6 separate regions of the Mus musculus genome follow, and regions 2, 3, 4, 5 and 6 are each linked to region 1. The links are chromatin contacts, called in public ChIA-PET, HiChIP or PLAC-seq and promoter capture Hi-C maps. All regions are on one chromosome and are shown on one strand. The core of a region is the stretch at or near the end of the contact, and the rest is flanking DNA. Distances in the headings are between cores, read along the strand shown.

The links. Promoter capture Hi-C pulls out the DNA fragments that hold promoters and counts their contacts. ChIA-PET counts read pairs in DNA pulled down with a chosen protein or histone mark. HiChIP or PLAC-seq counts read pairs in DNA pulled down with a chosen protein or histone mark. Capture Hi-C pulls out chosen DNA fragments and counts their contacts.
Region 2: a contact with region 1 is called in a promoter capture Hi-C map of liver, with 2.2 times the contacts expected there. The contact joins the promoter of Tmem156 here to the promoter of Tbc1d1 in region 1. A contact is called at or near these places in 4 of 39 promoter capture datasets (hippocampal neurons, liver, neutrophils and 1 more) and 1 of 115 datasets of contacts at active chromatin or transcription factors (memory CD8 T cells).
Region 3: an RNA polymerase II ChIA-PET map of memory CD8 T cells shows a contact between it and region 1, with 8 read pairs. The contact joins the enhancer-like site here to the promoter of Tbc1d1 in region 1. A contact is called at or near these places in 3 of 39 promoter capture datasets (the 3T3-L1 cell line, liver and neutrophils), 2 of 115 datasets of contacts at active chromatin or transcription factors (memory CD8 T cells and stem cell-derived neural progenitor cells) and 2 of 9 other capture datasets (adipose tissue and liver).
Region 4: a contact with region 1 is called in a promoter capture Hi-C map of adipose tissue. The contact joins the promoter of Tlr6 here to the promoter of Tbc1d1 in region 1. A contact is called at or near these places in 10 of 39 promoter capture datasets (the C10 cell line, embryonic stem cells, hippocampal neurons and 4 more), 2 of 115 datasets of contacts at active chromatin or transcription factors (memory CD8 T cells and pancreatic cancer cells) and 3 of 9 other capture datasets (adipose tissue, embryonic stem cells and liver).
Region 5: a contact with region 1 is called in an H3K27ac HiChIP or PLAC-seq map of extraembryonic endoderm stem cells, with 6 times the contacts expected there. The contact joins the enhancer-like site here to the promoter of Tbc1d1 in region 1. A contact is called at or near these places in 12 of 39 promoter capture datasets (the 3T3-L1 cell line, the C10 cell line, the HPC-7 cell line and 7 more), 1 of 484 Hi-C or Micro-C datasets (muscle stem cells), 10 of 115 datasets of contacts at active chromatin or transcription factors (bone marrow-derived macrophages, cardiomyocytes, embryonic forebrain and 5 more) and 3 of 9 other capture datasets (adipose tissue, embryonic stem cells and liver).
Region 6: a promoter capture Hi-C map of hippocampal neurons shows a contact between it and region 1, with 3 times the contacts expected there. The contact joins the enhancer-like site here to the promoter of Tbc1d1 in region 1. A contact is called at or near these places in 7 of 39 promoter capture datasets (the 3T3-L1 cell line, the C10 cell line, cranial neural crest and 4 more), 1 of 15 datasets of contacts at CTCF or cohesin (large pre-B cells), 3 of 484 Hi-C or Micro-C datasets (LSK cells, hematopoietic stem and progenitor cells and uterus), 7 of 115 datasets of contacts at active chromatin or transcription factors (the NIH/3T3 cell line, embryonic forebrain, epiblast stem cells and 4 more) and 1 of 9 other capture datasets (liver).

The regions. Positions count from the first base shown.
Region 1 is chr5:64,157,599-64,162,088 of GRCm38.p6, forward strand. Tbc1d1 (TBC1 domain family, member 1) reads left to right here and starts at 2,662. Exons shown (of 22, transcript NM_001310611.1): 1 at 2,662-2,907.
Region 2 is chr5:65,089,231-65,093,720 of GRCm38.p6, forward strand. It overlaps Tmem156 (transmembrane protein 156), which reads right to left and starts at 2,379. Exons shown (of 6, transcript NM_001370814.1): 1 at 2,238-2,379. The coding sequence starts at 2,325.
Region 3 is chr5:64,988,332-64,992,821 of GRCm38.p6, forward strand. All of the region lies in intron 2 of Fam114a1 (family with sequence similarity 114, member A1), which reads left to right. It overlaps Gm32374 (a long non-coding RNA gene), which reads right to left. Exons shown (of 3, transcript XR_003955930.1): 3 at 4,060-4,490. Among named protein-coding and RNA genes, the nearest start is that of Mir574, 20 kb to the left of the region's middle. Within about 2 kb of position 1,845, at least 43 of the 459 cell types and tissues checked have an H3K27ac peak or open chromatin away from gene starts, as enhancers often do. A contact at or near this core is called in memory CD8 T cells, where this site is marked.
Region 4 is chr5:64,957,373-64,961,862 of GRCm38.p6, forward strand. Tlr6 (toll-like receptor 6) reads right to left here and starts at 2,676. Exons shown (of 2, transcript NM_001359180.2): 1 at 2,651-2,676.
Region 5 is chr5:64,862,536-64,867,025 of GRCm38.p6, forward strand. No RefSeq gene overlaps it. Among named protein-coding and RNA genes, the nearest start is that of Gm31889, 15 kb to the right of the region's middle. Within about 2 kb of position 2,271, at least 201 of the 459 cell types and tissues checked have an H3K27ac peak or open chromatin away from gene starts, as enhancers often do. A contact at or near this core is called in adipose tissue, bone marrow-derived macrophages, embryonic stem cells and 3 more, where this site is marked.
Region 6 is chr5:64,822,861-64,827,350 of GRCm38.p6, forward strand. Klf3 (Kruppel-like factor 3 (basic)) reads left to right here. Exons shown (of 6, transcript NM_008453.6): 4 at 19-169; 5 at 4,250-4,410. Among named protein-coding and RNA genes, the nearest start is that of Gm31684, 8.3 kb to the left of the region's middle. Within about 2 kb of position 2,096, at least 23 of the 459 cell types and tissues checked have an H3K27ac peak or open chromatin away from gene starts, as enhancers often do. A contact at or near this core is called in hippocampal neurons, where this site is marked.

The sequences.
Region 1 (4,490 bases), core at 1,412-3,911:
TTTCTACTGGAAAGGTAAGTTTTATTTTTCTGGAGCTTACAGCTATCTTAGAGCTGGTATTAATATTGCTAGTATTTGCCAATAAATAATTAATTATACTGCAAGTGACTAAATTTGGAGCATAGGAATGACTCTCTAGAGGGAGTCCTAAAAAGAATGCTGTACTCAGAGGTTCTGGGGGCAGGGAGGCAAGTGAAGAGATTGTCTAAAGGCAACCGAGCAGCATCCATGGCTGATAGAGGTGGCTTTTATCCATCAAGCCAGCAAGACAGTCTATCCAGGGACCTCTGGGTCACTAAGGCCATCTAGGAGCCCCTGTGGGGAAGAGCTACACACACACACACACACACACACACACACACACACACACACAGAGTCAACCAGCCCAATGTCATCCCATAGCCCAGAGGGAACTCTGCTGCTGCACTTCAGTCTCAACCCCTTAGAGATGGCCTTAGGGGCTCTGTTGGAACTCCTGTGCCTCAGGAGGAGGAGCCACTTCCTTCCTATAACAAGAACGGGTGCAGGTGGGTGCCCAGAGCTTGGCTGGCACTGCTCACAGTGAGACTACAGATTTCTCTTCCTGTTTGACAGTCTTTAACTCTGCAAACCCCACATGCCAGCCTTGATCTAGAGATTTTACTATTTCTTCCTGAGCTGCTGGAACCCAAAGGGTGAGGCAGGCAGGCTGTCTCCTGAGGTCTACAATAAGTCAGTTAAGGGTTGTTTTTTTTGTTTGTTTTTTGTTTTTTGTTTTTTGTTTTTTTTTTTTTTTAAAGTTCCGAATTCTTTATTGTGTGTCTGGGAACTAGAAAGGTGATGTAGAGATAGCTGCCTGGTGCCTGGTACATGGGCACAACACTTCCCCAGGCCAGGTCAGGGTTAGCATGGTTTCTTGCCTCTAAGGTATACATCTCTGAGCTGGAATTTGTGCGAGCTTATGGGGGAATGAACTGCTCCCCCTCCTCCCAGCACCAGCTGGAGCCTGGACTACTAGGCTACTCTACCCAGGCACTGCCTTCCTTTACCATCTGGTCTCTACTTGACTGCTAAGCCTTCCTGCACTCCAGAATCAAACGTTTTGCAGGGAGGAGGTGGCAGGGTGAGGACAAGATAAGGGAAGGAAATGGTAGATGAGGTGGCTCTGGCCCTATTCTGTAAGCATGCTCCAGAAATTCTCTGTCCCTTCTATGGTGGAGACTGCCAGGCAGGGTAGTTAAGCAATAGGTCCAAATGTGGCTGGGATGCTCCTTCAATGGCTGGCATGTCGCTTGTCTTGACGTGGTGACCTTCTGGAAGTAGCCATGGTCTGTAGGCCACAGAGCGGGAAGGACAACTTAACAATGGGGTTGAAGATAAAAGCATGAAACAGTGATAGTATGATGCTGAAGACGATAGAGTTTAGCTGGATAACCTGATCTTTTCCTGCGGAGCATTTTCCACGAACCAATCAACACTCTTTTCCTTAGACTATTCCTGGCTATATCTATTCTCATTCATTCTCTCTCTCTCTCTCTCTCTCTCTCTCTCTCTCTCTCTCTCTCTCTCTCTCTCTCTCTCTCTCGATCTGAAACTAGGAAGACAAACTATGGTGTAATAAAGAATGAACTAACCCCACATGGCAGCTACGGAGGGCTCTAGATACAATCCAAGCCACGTGCACCGCTCACTTTTCTTGGATCCCTTCTGCTCTTTGGAGTGAGTCTGCCTCTTTAACTTGCGGGAATGGTGCTTTGAGAGGTTTCTGTGGCTCTCTGGCGTGCACACAGACGCGCAGTGCGTGCGTGTGTGTGCTCCGCACGCAGAGAGGGAAAAAGCGCGCGGTCCGGGCTCTGCGTCACTCCCCGCACCTGGCCAGAGATGGGTTTAGTAGAGGCTAATCCGCGGAGGGCACTTCATCCCGGGTGTTTCTCTGAGTCCCCGATTTTGCTGCCTGGAGTGCCAGCGTCCCATCCTGCTTCGGTTCCTGGTTCCCCCCACCAGCCCCCATCCTGCCATTCGACCCCAATGCAAGAAGGATGAGGCGGGGGAAGGGCTGGTGGCTGGGTGGCCTGCGGGTACGCTGCGCAGTGATCTCCGGGTCCGTTTCGGAGGGTGCGTGCAGAGAAGCAGGATCCCTCAGGGAGCGCGGGCTCCGCTGCCACCTGCTGAGAACCTCGCACGCCAAAACAGCCTCGGGCAGGGCTACCTGCTATAAATAAGCGGTCAAGAGCCCGGTGTGTGACCACACATCCCGCCGGGAGGGCCATAATCACTTGTGAGCACGCAGGGAATATTCCGGGCCAGGACTTCGCGCTGAGGCTGGATGGGGTGGCGATGCTTGCACCTTCCCCGAGCTCTCGTGGGGTGGCGCCTGGTGGCCCCTGGGCGGGCTGAGGATGGACCGCTGGGGAGCGAGGGGAGGGAGGCCGCGGAGGACCCGCACTGCAGCAGCTGTTGCTCGCCTGTGACTCGCCAGTCTGGGCCGAGTCGCCTAGCCAGAGTCGCTTGGTGCGGAGGGGAAGGGAGGGCATCTACTCCTGTTCTTGGCTCCCGGGGGACTCACTAGGGAGATTCCGGCTGCTGTCCCCCTCCCCCGCCTCTGCTTTCCCCAGCGCTCGCCCAGCCCGGGAGGAGGAAACGCGAGCGAGCCGCGCGCAGACACCTCCTCCTCCTCCTCAGCTGCTGTCGCCGCCGCCGGCCACACCGCGGTGCCTGTTGCTGCAAGCCACCTCGGACCGACCGTCTCTTCAACCCGCAAGAGAAGCAGAGACTGTGGAGTGGACCCCCACCCCAGCAGCGTGGGGCGGCAAGAGCACAGCCAGCTGAGGACCATGGACGCCCCGCCCGCCCAGGCCATCTTCTGGGTGCCCGGGAGCACCTGCGCGCCCTAGCTCAGCCCGGAGTTCTGAGCGTGCCACCTCACTGGTAGGTTCCACCTTGGGTCCTTAGGGTGCGGGGCAACCCTCCACTTCCAGCATGCCCCTGAGCTCCCTTGCTGCAGAGAAGGCGCGGTCCCGCCACCCAAGGGCGTTGCTGCCGGGTCTCTTGGGGTGCTCTGGTGGGGGAGGGGGAAGAGGCGGGATTTCAGAGCTACCTTGTTGTCCTCTGCTTGGGGGTGGGGGGGGGGGGGAGAAACCTTGATGCTTTCTGCGCTGCGACGAAGGTGCTCAGGTCCCCTGCTCCTCCTCCTTGCATATCCCGCCCCACTCCCTCCCGCCAAATATCACCGGGGCACAAGTGTTTGTAAGGCATCCAGCTCGGACGAGGCCGGTCAGAGTGACCCCAGGCCGCCTTTTGAAAGTTCAGGGTACTTTGCAGCGGTAACTTTGGCAGCTTCTCGGTGCACGCAACATTTCTTTCTATGGGCACATCCTGTGCTGGTCATTTTGAAACCCGGCTTGATTGTTTCCTAGCAGCTTCCGGGTTGCTACGTGAGTAAGAGGCTCACTCTAACTTCACAGGTTGCTGTTCTCTTCTTTTCTAAAAGATGTGTCGTTCTGTTTGAACCCCACCTAGGTGTGGCGTTCCTGGTTGTGATTTTATTTTAAATGCCTTGTTCTCCGGAAGTTGCTTAAAAAGGAAAAGAAATTGAAAGTGATGAGTGTTTCTCTCAGCAAACATCTTCAGCGCCCTGGTACTGATGATGGCAGGCATTCACCTCCTACGTACAACCCTCCTTCGTCCTCTTAGTGGCTGCAAGCCGTTCTTCTATTTAGAGCCAGGTGTTAGAAGGGAATTTTTGAATGACCTAATTTAAATGGGTCACACCCAGGAAGCTCAGCTGTCTCTACAAGTCTAAACTTCTAAACTTTTTGCGTTGCACCTCCATGGGCAAAGATCCCTTTTAAGACCCCCTCGATGTGAAGTGGGATTCCCATGAGTTGGAGAATGGCCACACTTAGGCTTTATTGTTTGTGGAGCCTGCTCAAGGTGGGAGGGGTGGGATGGGAGAAGGAGAGGGCAGCTGTACCCAAAGGTAGGAATGTATCACTTTTCAGGGTCTCACTACCTTGCCTGAGAGCTCGCTGAGGCTAGCGAGTTCTTTTCTCTTTTCTCAGCATTCACGGTGCCCCCCTTCTGCAGAGTCAGTTCCTCCCTGGGAACCCTGAGGACTTTCTTAAGGAACCAGGAAGAGGCATGAAAAGTACATAAACGGGTGGGTGCTTTGCAAAACTCTTAGCAATGGGAAGCTGAGCCTCTGATGTGCCTGTCTTTAATGTTCGTTCCTATCAAGTTAAAGGGACCAACTCTCTTAAGTTTATCTGTAAGAAACCATTGATGTGCCGTGAGCTCTACTGTGTGGTAGATGCTGCAGTGAGTTAGCTGGTACCCCATAAAAGGCTGCATGTATGAACTAATGACCAAGGGACCAAATGTGGTGCAATGGACAGTCTGAAACCAGCAGAGGACCATTAAAAGGGATGCTTTTGGGGGGGGGTGTGGATTTGTTCAGTCATTTACAAACCCATAGAAAAGGGGAAAAGCTTTGGTGTAGTTATGACTTATTA
Region 2 (4,490 bases), core at 1,129-3,628, 930 kb after region 1:
TATTTATTTTAGAATTAAAGACAATACAATCTGGAGGAAGAAAAGGAAAATGCCTGACAGGCCTTAGCCCTGAGAGTCCTAACTCATACTCAGATTGAAAACTAACATTAATGGCCAGGTATGGTGGCACACACCTTTAATCCTAGCACTTGGGAGCCAGAGGCAGCCAGATTTCTGTGAGTTCAAGGCCAGCGTGGCCTACATAGCAAGTTCCAGGACAGCCAGGGCTACCTTGCCACCACCACCACCACACCCACCCTCCCACCCCCCCGCCCTCATGCCTCAAATTAAGTAACAAAATAGTTAAATCCACATCCCCTTAATTTAATCAATATAAGGTTACACATGATGAGGTTATAGCAATAATCCTGATGACCCACAGACCATTATAAAACATAATTATTATACTATTGTGTGTGTGAGTTAACCCAATAATCAACACTTTGTGGTGGCTTTGAGCAAAATTCCTTCCACCACTGAAGGACATCAGGAGAAGACCATAGTTTGCAGTTTTGTTTGCTGTTCCACAGTAAGGATCCTTTGAAACAAAATAGCCAAATAATTTCATCATCCCAAAGAATGGAAACAACCGTTGATGCTGGCTCCAACCAGAACGCTCCAACCAGAAAACAGAAGTGGTTCCTTCTGGTTTAGGACAAGCAATGAAGCACAGTGGCAGCTGAGAAAACAAATCTTATAAATGGCTCTTGTCAACATGAAGAACAGACTGGCTCTCTGGCCAGGCAAGTTCAGCTGAAGTGTATTTTGAAAAACAAACCAAACTAACCAACCAAACAAACAAAAAACCGAATCCTTCTGCTTACAAAATCAAAGGCCCACTGAGGTGCCCACCATGCACCTCTCTGAATTTTCCTGGGCCACACTGGTCTTCTGGTGTCACCTGTAGCAAGAACTAGTGGTCAAAAGAACAATTCTTCTGTCTTTTCCCTCCTCCTCACAATCCTTAATAGACTCTTAAAGCACTGACCAACTTAGCAAACAGTGTGTGCCAGTTACCTGATATTCATTAGATGCAAACTAATTGGTCAAAGTAATAGGAATATAAACACAGAGAAGGCCTAGCTTAGATAGCTAAAAACATGTTGCTACTCTAAGCCCAAAATATCTTAAAAATAACTTGTCTTTATTCTATTTTCTTTAGGACACATTTTCAGCGGGTGAAAATAAGTATCAAAAATATACACTATACGTGCTCAATATATATATATTTTTAAAAAACCAAACCAAAAGAAAAAAATTTTAATTCGATCATTCGTAAAAATTGCAGTTACAGTGTTTATTTAGCAAAAATATTTTTATCTGGCTACTTAGCATCATTTAATATGCAACATTAAATAATCATTGCAGTATGTCATCAAATATAATTAGCAAAAGTATTTTTATCTGAATACATATCTTTGCATATATTCGACAATAAATATTCATTGCAGCGAGATATCAAATATAAGTTTTTCTCTAGTTTTCGTAAATTTATATGATTCCTATTTAGTAATAGAACAGTGGAGTTTTTTTTTTAACCTTCTTATTAAAGGCTAATGAACACAATTATCACTTAAACACCCACAATAACATGTTTTCCAATCTTTTAATAATATATAAAAAATAATTTAAATTCCCTTATTTTTTTGTTTCTCTACCCTGAAGTTTCAACAAATATATAACAATTCTTTGAAGGGCTCTCAGAGTGGGTTTTGCCTTGTTCCCAATGCTCCCAAACACACACATACCTGCCTATATTTGTACCCATCTGGTTTTACTGCATATTAAAAATACTAAAATTTACTCCTATTTTTCTAAGATCAGCAGGAAATTATTAGTCTCACCTTGTGATCAAATGGCTCATTTTAAAATAAATAAATGTCCGTTCCCTTAGTAAGTTCCAGAATATAAAAGCAGATATATATGATTATTTTGAAAGAAGGAAACAGTTTCAAAGAACAAACTCATAAGATGCTATTCTCTTAAGTCCCGTGTCTGGAATCGAAAATCAGACTTTAAATATTTCTTTACATTTTCAATTGTAACATAACTAAGTCCTAAGGCCACTATGCTAGATAACAGGCAACTAAAAATTGGTATCTCGTTTCACTTAAGGCAGTTCACTCACCGAACTTCAGCTCATGCTGCATACACCCCAAAAGATCTCGTCTGTCACCACTCGCTGACAATGTGCTCTAAAGTAAGAAACGAGAGCTGGATTGCAATGGTTTACTTACCTTTTGGTGTCTTGAAAAATTCTGGCAGGACTAAAATGAAGGTGATCACTATTGCCACAAATAATTTAAGGAAAGCTGTTTCTGTCATGTCTACTCACATGACACAAATGTGTTCCCATCGGTAGCTTGATAGTATGTTGCTTCCTGCTTCTCATCTCTGCTCTACTTCAAGTTCCTGAGATTCACCTCATACTCACTTCCGTTTGGGTCTGACTTTAAAAAAAAAAAAGTTACCCGGGACTGAGACTTCTTCATTTTGAGTCACTTTGCCTAATAAAGCCACCCTCTAACAAGAACTGTTGTGCTAACTGATAAACACGAAAGATGAGGAAATGGTCTTAAGAAACACAGAGGGTCTGGCTCCAGATTTAAATCTGTTTCTCATGTTTACCAATGTGTAAGAACAACATGGTACATGTAACCTACAACATAATAACCAAAAACCAAAGGACGAATGTCAGTGCTACCCCAGTTTATAAACATTGTTCACTCATTTACTTAGTAAATGATAGTTAATCTCTCTGAAAGCCAGACACTGTGCTTGGTTCTGGTGTTTGGAAGACAGTAAACAGTGCAAGATATGAGCATAAACAAGAGACTTATGAAAATTTGGGCTTCTGCTTTACCGTTGTCTCTGCAAGTGGCCGAATGGAACTTGTTAATGTTACGTCTATAAACAGCGTTTACTATGACGCAATCCACATTCTTGTTCTCCTTGCAAAAGAAAAAAAAAATCATTTGTTTTAGAGTGTAAATGAAGGATAGGGGAAAACTTTGATGAATACAGACAGCATACATGGCAAGCAAATGTTCTTACTTAGACAATGCAAGTAGTTAGCATTTCCATTGCCCCCTCACCCCACCCCCACCCCCCACCCCTCCTCTGGTTACAATAAAATGTAGCCAGTATTTCAGTTTGTACTTGGAGCAAATGTATCCTTTGCTCCCTGCTCAGTGCTGCAATTCTGTAACCAGTCCTTTCCGCTGACCCTCTTTTGTTCTCTCTCACCCTCTCCTGCGCTTTATGGAACAACAGGTGGGTGGGGAGGGAAGGGACAAAGATTAGATGCGCCAAGAATGAACTCATTTGTCTTTCCACTGGATACTACAGTTTACATACACATGGGAATCCTCAGTAAGGGGATTGGAAGACCTGAGCAGTCAAAATAGGGACAGAATTCCCAAGCCTATACTTTATTTTGAGAATATCATAAAGGATTATTATGTGAACACTAGCCAGTAGGAGTAAAGTTTCCACTTAAGGACCATCTGGACCCCTTGATACTCTATAAATATTTGTAGCCTTCAGCAATAGGGGCTTACTGTCCGGTCGTGGAGGAGCAATACCCTGCAATGTTTGTGGGGGTCTATGGGATCCCTTTGGCCAATAATTCAAAATGATGTTACTCACTCCTGGTGCTGGGAGTTGTATGTGGTAGTATATGATGTCTAGTTGAGATACTGATCCCCCTGCCCCATGATATGCTAACTCCATTTAAACTCTGTATATAAATATACATCTTAGAAAGCTTCTACAGTAGTAGAATTCCATACGACTTCTCAAAGGCCTTTAGTGTTGATGGTCCTTGGCACAGTTCCTCCTCTCCCCAGCCCTCCCAGTCCTACCCCATCATTCCTCCGATTACAACGTCCCTTTTATCCCTTTATAAAACTATATTCTATTTTCCCCTTCCTTGATATCTTAATGTCTATTCTTTCGCCTATAAATGTTGCAATAGTACCTTAAAATACTCAGTAATTCTTATATCCATATAAAAATTGATTTAATGGCTTCCTATGTTGTAATATTTCTGCCAGGTCTGTATTAGTCATTTTCGGTTGCTGTGTCGAAATGTGAGCAAAACGACTTAAGGGAAGAAAGATAAATTGGGCTCAAATGTTGAGGGGCTTCAGTGCATAGTCACGTGACTCCACTGCTGCTGGGTCTGTGCAAGGTGAGGCAAAGTATTGTGCAAAACATGGCAGAGCAACGTGGCTCACCTCGTGGTGGATAGGTCACATAGGAACAAATATATCCATTAAAAGCAATCCCCCAGCAATCTATTCCCTCTGAGAGCCCATTTAATAATTCATTCAGCTAAGAGTCCCATGGATTAATCTATTAATTAAATCAGAGCTTGCATTCTGATTCATTTATCAAAAATCTGTCAGCTGGTAGCCAAGCCTCAAACACAGGAAACTTCGTAAAACATTTTTTTTTTAGAATCAATCAAACCATTCTGACATAATGCA
Region 3 (4,490 bases), core at 595-3,094, 830 kb after region 1:
CTGGGTTCTGCCTTGAAATACTTTTATGCAGATGATCATAGCAGAGAATGAGACTTTATGTCTAGTATACTGCCCCAGGTGGCATTCCCACAGTGTCTGTGGATAAGGGTGGGGATTTCTAAAACCAGGATACAGAAGTCTAATAGGACACAGAGGAGCTGAGAAGAGTCTAAGACCGAGAGACAGCAAAGTGGAGATATTTTGCAGACAATTGATATTTTAAATGAAACATCAATAGACACGAGAGGTAAGATAGTCCATGGAAATTGTTTCCTGTGTCGGTTTGAGAATGCTCCTCTGTTCCATCCTTCAGGTCTCTGTCTATCACCTTGCATGAAAAGGCTCACTAAATTTCAGAGGTAGATTTATTTCCCTGAGAAGAATCCAGGCATGAGTAACCAGAATTGCCCAGAGTTCAAAGCTGAACGGACGACCATTGACACAAGGCACATAACACATGTGCACACATGCATGTATATGTATGAGTGCACATGTGTTATGGTTCATGTGTGGAAGTCAGAGGTAACCTGCAGGTGTCAATCCTCTCCTTCCACCACATGGCTCCTGGGATCAAACTTAACTCATCAGGATTGGCAGCGGCACCTGTAACCACTCATTCATCCTGCTGGGCTGAAAAAGTTTCCCTTGTGCCTGGCCATGCCAAGACATGAAGACTCTCTTGGATGTATTTAACCATCTACAAATCTTGAAGACCTTTTTTTTTTTTCAGATATTTGGGGATGCTAGTAAAAAGTTTGCTGTGTTCACCAGTTAAAATATATTCCTGCAATTTGGAATGCTAATTAGCCAACCATCAGCTGTTAATGGAGGCAGAGATAATAGGATTGCTTATTACGGCTGCCTCTGGAGCCTGGGTTTCCTAATGAGAATGCCCTGCTGACCTGGACTGTACATATTTTATTGGAATGCTGACAGCTCTCAGATTGTAGCTTAATCTAAGAAGCCTACATAATAGCATACTATGTATGTAAGAGTGTTCTAAAAATAACCGAAGTCATAATACTGAATGCTGACAGTAAGTAAAAATGGAAAGATAGGGCAGCGGCAGTGCTGTGCTTTGGATATAGTTTGAGTTGGCTCCCTAAGGGATGGGGTTAGAAGGTTGGTTCTCAGTGCAGAGATATTGGGAAACTGTACCTCTGGCAAGTAGGGCCCAGTGGGCATTCCTAGGGTTCCTGGGAAAGCTGTCCTCAGAAAGGATTAAGGTGCCTCTTGTGAGACTCTTGAGCTCTCACAAGAATGGGTTGTTAAAAGGATGAGCCTAAGCAAGTAGTTGTTCTCTGGCTTCCTGTTTTGAGATGTAATTCCTTCCTCATGAGCTCCCACTACTGGGACAGCATCCACCTTGAGACCCTCAGCAGAACCAAGCCAGGTCTGGAGCTTGCCTTGAAGTCTCCAGAACTGTGAACTCAGTAAACACTTTTTCCTTATAAAATGTGCCTGCCTCTGATATTTTGTTATAGTAAAGAAGAGTGAACGGGCACCAATGCTATGAAACTAGAGTGCTTTAAATCTAAATCTGTTAAGTTTCAAATCCTACTGAGAGTTCAGGCAATGAAAGCCTAACATGAGTCTGTAGCTTGACAACAAGGAAGTCACTGTGACTTTGATGCAGATGGCTTCATAAGGTGGTGGCGGGAGGACTCTTGCTGTCTTTGATGGAGAGGTGATGACAGGAGTGGGTACAGAAGATCAGCATCATGCTGAAGAGTTGGAGAAGAAACATAATGGAGCATAAAGCTGAGAGGTTTGAGAGAAACCCCTTGTTCCTGTTGAGGTGCTGTGGTGGAGACACTGTGGGCATAGTTAAATGTGAGAAGTCACTGTTGGGAGAAAAAGGAAGCCAAGAGACCTCAAACCAGCCCAGGGTGGGGCAGTGTCAGGTGGTAAGGATAGTGGTAACTAAAAGGATGACACTGTTCCCATGACAACAGAAGAATGAACCCATGGTCCCTTGGCTTGGGTATCCTTCAATTTGGGTTTAGATGGGTTTTGGTGTAAGCTGATGTGTGTATTGTATAAAAAGGAGATCTACTTAGATGCTTAATTTGATTTAAATAGTTAGTGTTTAGTTTATTAAGACTGCAATTTTAAACACTCAATTCTTCATCCCAAAAATCATAATTCTATATATAAGCCTAGCAAAATTGAGCAGCAGTTTTCTAGGGAAATTTGTTTAATATTTGATTCTTTTTTTTCCTATTGACTTGAATGTTTTAATTGTAATATATTCTATTTCCTTTCAAGTGCCTCATCTATAGATTACAAAACCTTGTTGAGTACTTCATAATTGTTATACAAGCTATTAAATATATAAAGTGGGCTTAAAGACCTAAATGTTAATACAGTATTCCTAAATGTGGGCCATTTCAGCTAAAGTCTGTGATGTGATAATTCAGCTGGTCATTGTAAATTGGTTTTCAAACCTTGTGACCCTGTTAACTTTCATAAATATCAGTAGGACAGAAAAGGTCAAATGTGCACAAAAAAGCATTAATAGCGTGGCTTTGGTGCTTTAGCCTTTCCACATTTAAGTTTTAAATCTTCCTAGAGTTGGAAAAGGTTTACTCATGAGGAAAGAAAATTACTTGGAAATAACTGAGGCCATTGCGAGTCTGACCTTCTGACAGAGCAGCAGGCACCCAGGCAGGACACCTGCAGCCTCATTGCTGCATTGAGGATCCTTATGACAGGTTATCTGTGCTGTGAGTTACAGGACTTAAGGAAGACCTGGTCTCGTGGGTCTAATGACAGGCATCCCCGGTATGAGATCTACACGGTACCTGATTCCTCATCTCTCCTGGGGATGGGACTTCCAGATTGGTCTTTGATCTTAACACAGAAATATATATATATATATTTCCACCTACATGTGAATGGTCCTTGTGTTTGACAGACCCCTCTAGATATTTACCTTGTACCTATAGTTTTGAACTGGTTCGCCTAAATTAAATAGTTTATTTTCCCAGAGCTCTGACTCAGGGTCTCACACAAACTAGGCAGATGCTTTGTGACAGAGCCACACTCCAGCCTCAGTAAATGATGTGGTCATTTGGGTGGTGGTGATGGTAGTGTTAGGAGTGGAACTTGGGCCTTACTCAAACCAGGAGAATGCTGTACCACTAAGTCACAGGACCAACCTAAAAAGTATTTTCTATTTGATATTAGGTGGGATACTAGACATTTAGATGTCTTCTCTATTTAAGGAACTTTGAACTTGATGGAATCCCCTGCATAGTTAAATATTCTTAGGATCACACAATGGATGCCGTTGTTCAAAGGACCAATTGTGTTTTATTTTTTGTTTAAATTTTATTTATTATATGTAGATGGGTGTTTTGTCTATATGTATGTCTATGCAACACATGCATGCCTAGTGCACACAGATTTCAGAAGAGGCCGTTCGATCCCCTGGGACTGCAGTTATAGATGGTTGCCAGTCGCCATGTGAATGCTGGGAATTAAACCTAGGTCCTCTGAAAAAGCAGCCAGTGCTCTTAACTGCTGAGGCATCTCTCTAGCCCCTCTAATTATGATTTAGATGTCCTCGATCAATCCAAGTCTGATTTGCCCCAACTATACAAGGTCATTCTTCTGATTTTATGGGAAGGAGAGAAAAACAACAACATAGTGAGTTCTCATAGGATGCCTTCTGCTTTCTGAGTTAGGCCCCGAAGGTCTGTGTTAAAGGAGGTGAGAGCTATCTAGGTGAAAGGTGAGAAACAAAGCTTTCCAGCAGCATTTAATAATGTGAGAAGCAAGTTGATGCACTCTGCTTATTTCGTCTTGTGTGTGTGTGTGTGTGTGTGTGTGTGTGTGTGTGTGTGTGTGTGTGTGTTTGCGCGAATGTAGAGGTCAGAGGACTCGAAGGTTATTTCCTTCTGCCTTTATGTTGATTCCAAGAGTTGAACTCATGTCATTAGACCTACATGGAAGTACCTTTACCCCCTGAGCCATCTCATGGGACTTATGCGACTATTTTATAGGCTTCTAAGTGTGTCACCTAATGACCAGTTAGTGGAGACAATACTTAGGATATATAATTCATGGTTGATATTTATTTAGTTTATATTTTTTGTTAAATGTGTACATCTAGCCACTTGAGGACTTTCTATTAATTATAGATATTCCTTGTAACTAGCCAGAAGTTCCAGCTCAATGTCAAGGACTTTATTAATAAAGCACAACTGAAGTAGTCGCTTATTACACAGCATTTGACTTTCTGTTTTATTCACTAGCCAATTACCAGCTGTCAGGGCACAGTCAATATTGTAGATCTGAGTCAGAAGCCATCACCCCTGAGTGCATTGTTCTTTCTAATCACAGGCAGTGATCGGCCCAGTGAAAGAATTACATTAGTCATCAACTCACACCCGTCCTCCTGGTGGTACAAAGTTGCTACTGGATTCCATTGCCGAATGGGATGAATCAATGCAGACACCACAAACGAGTGCAGACAGTCACGAGTC
Region 4 (4,490 bases), core at 1,426-3,925, 800 kb after region 1:
TCCTAGTGGCTTAGTGATAGAGGACTTGTCTAGCATGCTTGAGGTTCTATGTTCAAGCCCTAGTACTATCAAAAAAGAAAGATAAAAAGAAGCAAGGCAGGGGCTGGAGAAACGGTTCAGTGATCATGAACACACACGTTGTTCTTACATGCCACTCCCAGCACCAGTAGGGCTGACAAAATGCTCAGACATATAACAATGAACAAATAGATTTCTTAAAAGAAAAAGAACAAGTAATTAGCAAAAATGTAGTAATGTTTACTGCTGAGCCACAGCAAATATTGATGACAAATATTTTTAGAAGAAATTGGGACTTAACTTTGCCAAGGATTATGAAGGAATGATTAGATGTTGGGAGAAAAAAGGAATGAAACTGACGCATGTTGGGAGTTCTTGCTTGATCGAGTGGAAGCTCTAGGTATCAATAAATTCAAGATGTGAGGAAATTATAAAGTTAAGTGTGGGAACAAAGCAAATGAGTCTGAAAAATTAGCGTAGTTCCACTGGGTAATGTGGTAATTTATGTAAATTCCTTTAAAATTCGCTGCTCTTTACTTCAGCAATTCCACAGCTGAGCATTCACTGAAGGGATCAGTAGAGGTCCACAGGACGGTGAGGTTGTGGGGATGCTCACACCGTGATAAAAACCGTGATAAAAACCGGAAAGATCAGAATGGCTAGGGTAGAAAATGATGGTTCATTCACAACGTGGCACGACATACAGCCTCGGTCACTGCATTAAAAAAAAAAATCCTGCAATATAGCATTAAGTGACCGGAAGGAAGGTTACCACACTGCACACCCACCAAGACTCTAATTTGTAAGAATACAGATTAGAGCATCTCAAAACCCGTGGGGGAAGAATGTGAAAAAATTATGCCTAATGCAAATAGCAGTGATGTCAGGATCAGGGCTTAATTTAATTTTCTTTTTTACAGTTTCAAGTATTTCTAAAATTTCAAAACTTTTAACATCTTCTGGGGTCTCAGGCTATTATCTCTTACAATCTTGTAAAAAGCCGTCTTTATTTGATGTGCCAGGGTGAAGTGATATGGGGGGAGTCCCCCATCTCAGAGGAGGAGGAGGGGGGAAGTTGGAAGAGGAGCTGCATGAGGGGGCACTGATAGGAGAGGGAGCTGATATTGGGATGTAATGTAAATGAATGAGCGAATTAATTAATTAATTAATTAATGGGAAAAGTTGTCTCTAACAGAATTTCAGCTTGGAGTGTGGAGGCGGGCATAATGTTCCACTCCGTGCTGAGGCAGTTGAGGGTTGCCGGGAGAAGAGGAGCCCTTGGTAAGCCTAACTCAGTCCAATATAAGGCAACATAGCCAAGAGTACATGGATAGCACAAGTTGGATTTGATGGGATTGGACGGGGGTGGGTTGGGGGGACACTCAGGTGGGTGGGTGGTTAAGAGTTAGGAAGGGGCGAAGAAAAACACAGTGTTCAAAATTCTCAAAGAACTAATCAATTAAAGCTCTCTTAAAATATACCCCGCCAAAAAGTTTTATATGCAAGCATGCTTGTATTATTTATGATATAAATACACACATAAAGAGGGCCCAACCTCTTCAACAAGGTGGCAGAGAATGGACATTCACGGATGAGGTCCCCTCCTACAAATCCCCCTCCCCCACCCCCCGAGGGCAGCTTACGTGTCTATGTTCAAGGGACTGTCATTCATTCAGCTGCCATGTCCCCCACATGGATATGCGCGTCCTGGAAGATGCTCAGAACCTCGAGATGTTCCTAGGGTGCACATTCTGGCAAACAGCCCCAGACTTTAATGAATTCGTAGGTAGCATGGGTGGGACAAAGGGGAAGGTTTATTTATTTATTTTAAAGGAAGTATGAGGAGACAATAAGAATTTGCTTAATACATCAAACAGAAAGTGAAAGAGAAAAGAATAGTCAACCACAAAACCAAAAGTGGTGGCGGATGGAGGGAGCGCCGTAAAAACTAAAGCTATGAGAAAAGGGGGGTGGGGGGGAGGGTTGTAATCAAGTCAACACAAGCACAAGAGAAACCTGGCTCTGTCAAACTTTGGGTTTGAAGGCCAAGTGCCAGCTTCCGGCTGGATTCAAAGTTACAAAGAGTTTGGGAATCTTGATCTCAGTCACTTCCACCAAATGTTTCTTCAGATTCTTCTGTGGACAAAGGGCACGGCAAAAACTAGCGCAGCGGAAACGAATTCACATAGGAGGGACAGAATTAAATCCTTCCTCCAAAACGCTCATAAATTAGTGAGAGGTACAGACTAATAAAAGATTATAGTACCACGTGATGAGGAAACAGAACACTGTTTTTATACACACAGCCCAGTGTGCTGTCACGACCACAAAAGACTACAAAACTTCGTGAAAGGAGAAAACAGCCCAAACCAACGGGACAGGAAAAGTCACAGAAGTCGACTCACTTCCTTGGCTACCGCTGAAATGCCAGCTGTTGTCTGTCTACCCGAAAGTCACAGAAAATTCTTAGGTAGTCCAAACGACAGCCACGCTTTAAAACACCGCCACAAAATCGTTTTGTAAAAATTTCAAAGAAAGGTTACCTATTTCCAGCACTGACGGTACCATTTTCTTTCTCGATTGAAATATCAACGCAGTAATTTGAAAAATCCAGAAAAGCCTTCTTACTTACCAAGACTTCCTTCTCCGAATTTCTCTGAAAAAATAAGTTGCTTGACCAACCCTAGTCCTAAGCCTGGGAACCACGGTACTTAGGAGTGGTTTGGCGTCATCTCTTGGTACTCGTTGGAATTACCCCGTGTATAAAACCCTTCCAAAGCAGAGGGGCTCTGAGCTGCCGTCTATAAATCTTTGCTTCAATCTTTAGATTCATATAAACAAGCAGATTATGAACATTTTGGTGTTACTACGAGTATTTATTTAAGGTATGTTTTGTCTGCTTTTTGGTTTTTATTTTTGTTTAGTTTTGTTGTTTGTTGTTTGTTTTGTTTTATTTCAGACTGAATTTTAAATTGCCACCAGGATAGAAGTTAGGAGATTCAGTTCTGTGCTGTGACAATCCTTCATATTTCCCCTACAAAATCACCACTGTCATTCGAGCAAGGTTTCAGCACCTTGGGACTGACAGAGATACTTTAAAAACAAAATAAGCTTAAAGCTCATGGCGTGCTTTTTGGAAAGCCGGTTTTCAAGAGAAGTTTCAGTGTCAATACACATTTAGCCAGCCTCGACAGTTTGTCAACATTCACTACTACTGGGAGCTTCAGTTCTTAATTCGGGAAGAGCAAGCGATGCTGGTCTTCTTCCACAGCAGCTTAGAACTTGGTTTTCTAAAGACTGTTTAGAATTTGAGAAACACGTTTAGTCAAGGCTGAAAGGCAAAGAGGATGAAGGGCAGACACTTTGAGCAGGTGTCCCTGTATCCCGGCTTCTCACTCGATTAACTAGATGATCGTCTCCTAATTGATCTCTCTGGCTACCATCATCTCGTCTTTGAACAAAAAAACAAAAACAAAAAACTACCAAGACTGTACGTTGGCCAATGATAAGCTGGAAATCACTTCTGCTTTCGGGAGGAAACGAAGAAGAACATCTTACTGCTCATAGTCACTCAGCAAACATAAGAGGAAGTCTTCTCCGAACTGGGGAGGCTCAGCAAGGAGTGATGGGGCAAAGCTGGCAACTAGTGTGTGGAGGGAGCGAATGAGTGGAGATATCCAGACCCGACTGGAGACCTAGGCAGAGGGGAGAGGAGCCAATGAGATGCAAGGGATGGCAGGCAACACTGGGCCTGCTTCTTAAGAAACCACATGATTCAGAGGTATACACACAAGCTTGAGCAAGCACGCACGCACGCATACAGGCACACACATACGTGCGCCTAGCATTGAAGAGCGGTCACATGACTCACATCTCGGTTGTATTGCACAGTAATGATGACCTTTGGGGATGCAAGTGCTACTCCTGTTGAAGCTGTCACAACTCTAAGGGGAAGGGTAGAGCCAACCTAATTCATGCAACTCACATGGAAGGGACCACATGACAGGAAAATGAGCAGAAAAGAGAACACATTGGGCTGAGTGCCTCGCTTAGCCAACTGTGTAGCTTTGGGCAAGTTGTGTAACCTCACTGAGATTATTTTTTCATCTACAGAACAGTCAGAGTTGTGATTTTTTTTCGAGGGATGATAATGAATACCAAGCAGCTGGAATGATAACTGACAAAAAAAGAAGCCACAAGAGTAGGAGATTTGGATTCTGTGAAAGCCATGTTTTCACATGGGAAAGTAGAAAGATCATAGAGCATTGAGATCACATGAAGCAAATCAGGAAGCAGAACTATGGCCTAGCACGCATATACAGGGCTCGTCTTCCTGCCAGCTTTACTCTGGGCATTTTACAAGTACTTACCAACACTCATAAAGGTGCTGGGAGATAAGTGTTCTACCCCCACCTCACACTGGTTCAGGAGTAGCTAAGAAATGGACTGGTCAGGGGCAGGCCGTCCCAAGA
Region 5 (4,490 bases), core at 1,021-3,520, 700 kb after region 1:
GCCCGGGAAGACAGATTTGTGTGATCAACATTTACATAGGGCTTAAAACCTTTGGGTGACAATGGCTGTGGGTGTGGGTGAACATGGAGCCCTAAAAAGTTGACATGGGAACTTCACACGGTCTTGCAGTGTTTCTCTAACCCCAGAAAGTCTGGGGTGCCAAGTACCCCAGGGATTGCGCTGCCTCCAGAACCACACAATAGAGTTGATTTTTTTTTTTGTTTTGTTTTTTAATTGTAAATGATCTTAGAATGCTTGAAGTAACTAAGATTTTGAGCTGGGCTGCATTCATACATATGACCCGCATATCCTGGGTACATGTGGGTCATGGGCTTGAAGTTTGGACACGTCTGAGCCATACCTGGGGAGGGTGAATGGCTTGGTCTCTACAGAAGCTTCCCTGTTCCAGACCTGTCCTAAGCCGGTGGCCCTTTTATTTATTTATTTTTCCAATTTTTTTATTAGGTATTTACTTCATTTACATTTCAAATGCTATCCCGAAAGAAGACTGGCTTCTAGGCAGCTAGGATGAAGGTCTTTTTTTTTTTTTTTAATTTTTATTAGGTATTTTCTTCATTTACCTTTCCAGTGCTATCCCAAAAGTCCCCCATACCCTCCCCCCACACACACCCACTCACTCCCACTTCTTGGCCCTGGCGTTCCCCTGTACTGGGGCATATAAAGTTTGCAAGACCAAGGAGCCTCTCTTCCAATGATGGCAGACTAGACTATCTTCTGATACATATGCAGCTAGAGACATGAGATCTAGGGGTCCTAGTTAGTTCATATTGTTGTTCCACCTATAGGGTTGCAGACCCCTTCAGCTCCTTGGGTACTTTTTCTAGCTCCTCCATTGGGGGCCCTGTGTTCCATCCAATAGCTGACTGTGAGCATCCACTTCTGTGTTTGCTAGGCCCCGGCATAGCCTCACAAGAGACAGCTATATCAGGGTCCTTTCAGCAAAATCTTGCTGGCGTATGCAATAATGTTTGCGTTTGGTGGCTGATTATGGGGTGGACCCCCGGGTGGGGCAGTCTCTGGATGGTCCATCCTTTCATCTCAGCTCCAAACTTTGTCTCTATAACTCCTTCCATGGGGGTTTTGTTTCCAATTCTAAAAAGGGGGGAAGTGTCCACACTTTGGTCTTCCTTCTTCTTGAGTTTCATGTGTTTTGTAAATTGTATCTTCTTGGGTATTCTAAGTTTCTGGGCTAATATCCACTTATCAGTGAGTGTATACCATGTGAGTTCTTTTGTGATTGGGTTACCTCACTCAGGATGATGCCCTCCAGATCCATCCATTTGGCTAGGAATTTCATAAATTCATTGTTTTTAATAGCTGAGTAATACTCCATTGTGTAAATGTAGCACATTTTCTATATCCATTCCTCTGTTGAGGGGCATCTGGGTTCTTTCCAGCTTCTGGCTATTATAAATAAGGCTGCTATAAACATAGTGGAGCATGTGTTCTTATTACCAGTTGGAACATCATCTGGATATATGGCCGGTGGTCTTTACAATAAAACTATGGAGTGGATTTCTGTCTCTCCCTTGGATCTTATTCCGGGTGGATATCTCATCCAGTGAGTTAGTTAGAGGATAGAGAGTGGCTTCCTGGCTCCCAGGTCAGACTCATCTCTCCCCAAAACCCTACCAGAGCTTCTACAGTCTCCAAAATAACATTCTCATGGATGGTTGAAGGTCTCTGGTCACTTGATCCTAGATGGATCCAGGCTCAGTCCAAAGCTTGGATGGAAGAAATGCTACATGTCACATTAGAATCTCCAGCCATTTCACCAAGGTCCCAAAATGAATAGGGGGGGGGGGAGGCGGGGGAGGGGGGGCTGGCTCAGTGGTAAAGAGCACTGACTGCTCTTTCCAGAGGTCCTGAGTTCAATTCCCAGCAACCACATGGTGGCTCACAACCGTCTGTAATGGGATCTGATGCCCTCTTCTGGTTCTGTCTGAAGACAGCAACAGTGTACCCATATAAATAAAATAAATAAATCTTTAAAAAAAAATAGTTAATGTGGGCACCAAGACTCTCACGAAGCCCCCTGGGGCTTACTTTTTAACATGACAGGAAAGCTATGGAGGGCCATGCTGAGTGAAGTACCTTCTTGGTCTGTTACCCTATTATTGTGTTTGGCAAGTGAGGGAGTCAGGGCATTAGTTACTCTACCGCAGAGCCAGGCCTCAGCAGACACCACCAGCCACTTCCCCACAGTCAGTCAGACCTGGGCCACTGGGTCCCCTGCCTTGTTGCTTGGCAGCTTTCTTCAAGGCCTGGCCTGGGCAGCCACACCCAACATTCTCACCACACCCTGTAATTCTCGCCACCCAGAAGTTCTTGCCACACCCTGCCTGCTCCCGGAAGGTAAACAAGGCCTCCAAAGAAGGGCTGCATTGTGTGCTTGCCCTCTTGGCCTTGGCTCTGGAGGCCCCAAATGGGCCTTTGACTTACAAACTCTGGCAGATCTATAAACAGTGACTAGAACAGAGGCCCTCCTGAACTTCAGCTGACCTCCAAGCTGGTCGGTTCTGAGGGACAAGTGCCTAGGCACCTGACTCCAGTGAGCAGAATTTCTACACCACCCAGAAGTGGGGGGAGTTTGCATTTGGGAAAGATAGAGGGAGGGGTGTCATGCTCCCTGGGGAAGACTGAAGTTTGGTCGTGTCACCCAGAGTAGAAGAAATTGCTGGGACATCAGTGAAGACCTCGGCAATGAGAGATGACAAAGTTCCTTTCCATGGAGCCCTGATTTGCACAGATGCAGCCGCTGAGGCATACAGAGTGCTTGCCCTGCGTCCCCCACTAAGCCTCAGATCCTTACCTTATTTGTGGATCATGCTGAGGGCGAAGCTCACTGTTTTCATTTCGCTAGTGAGGAAGCTGTGGTCCAGAGCCAGTAAGCAGGCTGCTCAGGGGCTGCTGATGAGCCCACAAGAGGAAGAACTAAGTTCTGAACCTAGCCCCTGGCTGGAGGCTGCCACCAGGGCAGCCTGTGAGTTAACACTGAGTCCACTTTCTTATGTCACAGGATGCACAGAAAAGGAGTCACTTTGGGGGTGTCTTTGTCTATTTTGACTGCTGCAATAAAATGTCGCAAACTTAGACCCTTTACAAACAACAGAAATATGTTGTTGAGAGTTTGGGAATTTGGAAGTTCAAGACCGAGGCACTAACAGATCTGGTATCTGCCCACCTGTGGTCATGGGGATGGTTCATGCTGTGATTGTTCCAGCAAGAAGAGGCGGGACACCACGGCCCCACCCGTTCAGGACCTCAGTACCTTATATCACCTTGTGACTTTCGTACATGGGCTTCATAGGATACAAGTACACTATAGCAGACAGACTGCTGAGGATCCCCCAAAATTATCAGGTCTCCTCAGAGTAGCTGGGTCATGTGCAGAAGGTTGGCGGGACTTTCTTACAACCAGAAAAAAAACTTGGCCCATTTGCCCTAAAAGCTCTCGAGTGGCGCACGGCTTTAATCCTAGTCCTTGGGAGGCAGAGGCAGTCTGATTTCTGAGTTCAGGTCAGCTTAGTACAGAGGTCCAGGACCACAAAGACTAACCCTGTCTTGAACACCGAAAAAGAGGGAGCTAGAGAGATGACTCACTGGTTAAGAGCACTGGCTGTTCTTCCGGAGGACTCTGGTTCAATTCCTGACACCCATGTGGTAGCTTATAGCTGCAACTCCAGCTTTAGGAGATCTGGCACTCTTACACAGATGTACATGCAGGCAAAACACCAGTGAACATAAAATAAAAACAGATCACACTCATTGTTAACTGTGTGTACCGAAAGGGTAAAGAAATGCAGAGATTCCCCTCACAGAGACTCTATGCAAGGGGGAGTTCTGTATCTGACCTCCAGTGTGGCCTTCCAGGATTGTCCCTCTGAGGTAATTTCCTGCAAAGGATGTGACAAATACCCCTAGAAAGAAAACTCCCTAACACACAGGTGTGGAAGGCTGAATGCCCCAAACCCTACTAAACACAGGGCTTTGCTCCATACCGTCAAGCGTTTGCAAGTCAATGGGGAGCAGGCTTTCCTAGTGTAGTGTCTGGGAATAAGCCTCATTTGTTAGGCTCTTGGTTAAATGCCCCCTTTTCAAGTCCTCCAAGAAATATTCTGAAACATCAACTTACTTGTTCCCATGGATCTTTCCTTCAGTTAGTACGCTAGAAATATTTCAAGACTAATGGACAAAGGAAGGTTTAGGATCCGGGTTTTTTTTTTTTTCCAAGTGGGAACCCACATAATTTAAGTCATGGGTGCCCTCTGCTGGAGACCCAGGAAAAAACAAGGACTCTAGCAAGAGCTGGGCTTTAAGGTCCTCCCTCCTCTTCTCCATGGCTCCTCTTCCTGTCCTTGGTTATGGTAGTGAAGCTTAGTGAGGAAAAAGCTGGGACATTGTGAGCCAGGCTGGGACATCAAATCCTGGCTCCTTGTGACTTTGGGTTATTGAATCTGTCTTTTACC
Region 6 (4,490 bases), core at 846-3,345, 660 kb after region 1:
ATTTTTTTTATTTTTTAGTACCTGTAATTGAATCATATGAGAAGCCCTTATTACAGAAAAAAATTAAAATAGAGCCTGGAATTGAACCACAGAGGACTGACTATTACCCTGAAGAAATGTCACCCCCTTTAATGAACCCAGTGTCCCCCCCGCAAGCCTTGTTGCAAGAGTAAGTATACTTAGGCAGACCTGGTGTTTTAGTAGTGCCATGCACCTGGGGTCCCGGAATAAAACATGGAATTGCAAACATGTGATGTGCTGTGGATGGCCGCAGACAGCCTCTTTGGTGTGGTATCACTTGTCCTCAGTTAACCGTGGCCAAGACAGTCTCCAAGAACAACATGGACCAGACCTGCAACCGTTGTGTCAACCTCACTAAATGGGTCCCCCAAGGTGACCACATGAATCTTCTGGTTTTTTATTTATTTTTTCTTTTCTTTTGCCATCCACGTGGGATTGATAGTGTTTTCATGAAGATTGGATTTGATGTTCATATCTGCTTGAACAACCAAAAGTTGTCCCATGTCAAACAGCAGCCGCCCCAACGCCCCTCACCCACCGCTGTCACTGTAGTGCAGTAGAGCGTGTTTATGGTGTTTATGGTTTGACATCTTCAGGCCAGCGGCAGCGTTGGCCACAGAAGCTTCTCCTGCAGCTCAGAGGAGCTCAGTGCAGAAAGAAATCTTGGCATTGCGTCTTTAATCATGGCTGCCCTTGGAGCCTCTCCTCACTTGCAGGGCTGTAAGCCAGGAGGAAGGATGCTCTGCCTTGGCCAGCATCTGAGCCTCTGCTTGGACAGGGTGGTACCTCACATGGTTAAGTCACAGTTCATGGTTTGACCCCTGAAGAGAGCAGCGTCTGGGAAGACGGCTTTGACCCGGGCGCTGTGCTTCAGCACGCGAGGACTAAGCTTATTCTCACTGCCCACGTCTTCTGCCTTTTTGTTGTAATTGCTCTTGTACCAACTCTATAGTGCTTCTGCACTGGGTCCAGCCAACTAATTGGGACAGCCTCAGCATCCACAGCCATTGCCTCTGCAGGGTCCCTCCCACCATCCATCATGTGGATCTTCTCTCCAGCTTCAGCAAATGTTCTGCCTACTTTTCCTGTCCTACCTTCTCTTCCCCTGTCACATTGCTCAACAGTAGAGTGTGAGTTCCTTGGCTTCACAGAAGCTGTTGCGGGTGACTTCAGGTCTACTGCGGTCACACCCAACTCTGGTTTGTGTGGCTTTCTCAGCAGCTTGGAGGCCAGTGCTCTCCTTTTTCACAGTTGTATAGTACTTCCCCTTGAAGTTCAGTTTTAGGGTTTTTGTCTGTTTTTGTTTAAAGACAGGGTCTTGGTGTACAGCCCAGGCTGACCCCATATTCCTGACCTGTCTGCCTCAGCCTCCTGACTATCAGGGTTGCAAGCATGAAGCCTCATGCCCAGCTCCAGGTGTTTCGAGTGAGTTCCTTTATTCAGAGCAGATAGAGAACTGATAAGCCAACATATTAGTTAAGGTACCCCCAATACACCCACGGTCCCACACTTGACACGGGGTACCTGCTTTGAGCTCCGTCTCTCTGGGCGTGTAGTTGGCCAGTAGATAGCACAGGGCTAGACTTACATTACAAATTAAAATGTGAGACATTGTGGGAAAGTATTTGAAAGTAGTCTCCCATTCTTTAAATACTGCTTAAAAGGAAATACTGTTTCCAGCTAGGTGTGGTAGGATATGCCTGTGACCCCAGCATGTGGGAGGTAGAGGCAGGAGGATCAGGCATTTAAGCCAGGCTGAGCTATATATTAAATATACACACACACACACACACATATATATTATATTATTATATATTTCTGTTTCAAGTAATATTCCTTTAGTGATCTCACTGCTGGAGGTTTTTGAATGCTTAATGAGTAATGTGTTTATTTAATGCTGACCTAAGATGCATTTTTCTCCCCCCAAAAAAAAAACCCAAAAACAAAAACCTCTGTAGATTAACCACAGTGGAACATGCACTCTATGTAATTCTTTCGCAGATGGGATTAAGTAATGTCTTGGAGTGGGCCCAGTAGCAGCCCACATAGAACACATTAGCCAGGAAAGAATTGCTTGAAGCCAAGTACCTAGAACATTGCCGTGAGCCTGGCCCCTCAGCAACACCAGCCTTGAAACCCTGCTGCCTAGGCGTGGGCTTCACAGCTTGGAAACTCATTTGCTTGATCCAGAATTACAGCATTAGCATCATTTTTAAATGCATTCAAAGGTATAACAAAATATAAAATAAAATTCAAAAGATGCCATTCCTTTTGTCAGGCTGCATTTAGAACAGGAAAATGGGAGACCAGAAAAACAGGAGAGGGCGTAAGGATGCGGACTTAGGAAGGGCCAATTTAACTCAGAGCAGGTATCTGCTACATAGTAACTAGTCTATGCCTGTTTGATCCCAAATGATCTCTTTAGAAATTTAATCCCAGCACTTGGGAGGCAGAGACAGGTGGATTTCTGAGTTCGAGGCCAGCCTGGTCTACAAAGTGAGTTACAGGACAGCCAGGGCTACACAGAGATACCCTGTCTCCAAAAACCAAAAAAAAAAAAAAAAAAATGAGTGAAAGATGGAAGACTGAGATAGCCAAGACATTAATCTCTCTCTTACTTCAACCTATACCACCACACTGTCGAGTTTTCCAATAGACTCTACCTTGATAGTTTTTTAAAGTGGCTTTGAAACATCCAGGAAACTCCACATTAATTGGACAACTGTGCCGTGTGGCAGGAAAGAGTGCTTCTGAGCACAGAGTACTGGCTGCTTTCTGTTAGTCATTTGGCCTCTGGCACAAACACTGTCCTGTGGTTCCCTAGGTAGTCATCGACTGGAGCTGTTCCCACACTGTTCAAATCCACAGCAGCCTCTTCAGTCGGTAGCATTAATACCCCGTCTCACAGAGGAAATCGAGGCACAGAGACAGTTAGCGAAGGAGGAGACACTGGGAAATGCAGTGGGAATTACCATGCTGAAATTATTTAGATTCTCAACCTACAGAAAACCCAGTTGCTGGACAAGATTTCTAAAGCCACTTGGCATGGACTGTCTGCCTGGGTCCCAGACACACAGGCCACTCAATCTTCTCTAGCACTTTCCAAAGTAAAAAAGATAGTTTCCTTTTTACTGAAGGATTTTTAGTGACTTATTCCATCTTAATAAGAAAAGACCAAATAAACCTTATTCTCCATTGTGGGGGTTTTTTCTTTCAAATTTAAAATAAAAAATATATGCGTGTGTGATGGAAGTTCCAGTCACCTGGCCACGCCCCCACCACTTGTTCACTTTTCTGTGTCTCTGAATCCTGACTTAGCTTATCTGTCTGGACTCAGCTCCCAGCGTAAGGTTTTAAAGTACTGACAGAAGTAAGAAAGACCACGTAAAACGAACCCACATTTTATTATTTAACTGGTCACCTCAAGCCAAACAAACAAAAAACCAACAAAACAAAACAAAAATATTCGTGCAAAACTTTTTGAGCCAAAACCATTTTATGGGTGGCACCCCCGCCCCCGAGAGCCAGTCACCGCCCACCTTCACCGTGAGTGCTGGACCCCTCCCTCATGTGCGAGCCATTCTGGCGCTGAAAGATTGTGCTGTAGACAGCAATGACGGACTTCCTTTGAAAGAGCCAATGAAAACTGTCAGCGTTCCGCAAAAGAGACTTGGAGAGGCAGGATAGAGTATAGATCTGTAGGGCCGCGTGTTTGCATAAGAAGTAGGGATTGAACTGTTTCCATGTTTCCTTCGAGAAAAATGGAAATCGGAGAGCTAGCCCGTGGGAAACCCGGTGCAGTGCTGAGAAGTACCGGACACGGGCGCACGCAAGAGCCTCTCCCCGCACGCGGCTCCTCCCGCAGCAGAGCACCTTAACCTTCTTGCTGTCATTACTTATCTCCATGTCTGTCTCCCCCTAGAGTGTGAGCTCCTCGAGGGCAGGAACCCTGTTTTTATTCATCTTTGTGTCCCGGTGCCAAGCACAGTGCCTGGCTCATGGTAGGTGCTCGCTACATGTTTGTTGAATGAATATAAATGCAGCGCTTCTTGGGTTGAACAGCTCATTCTTTTTTCTTTTTCTTTTTTTTTTTTATTGTTTTTTTTTTTTTCCGTTGGGGGTTTTGTTTGTTTTTGCCCGATGTTGTAAATGCTTTTTATTTTTAGTAGACTTGAGGGAAGGGAAGCACCTTTTCTCAATGCTTTGCACTTAATCTTGACTTTACTAGGAACCATCCTTCCGTCATCGTGCAGCCTGGGAAGAGACCTCTACCTGTGGAATCCCCGGATACCCAAAGGAAGCGCAGGATACACAGATGCGACTATGATGGGTGCAATAAGGTCTACACTAAGAGCTCGCACTTGAAAGCACACAGAAGAACTCATACAGGTAGGGCACGCATCAGTGCCCAAATGGGAACGATAGGTGTGAGTGGCAAATCTGGCGCATCTGAGTTGGGTGGGTCGTTC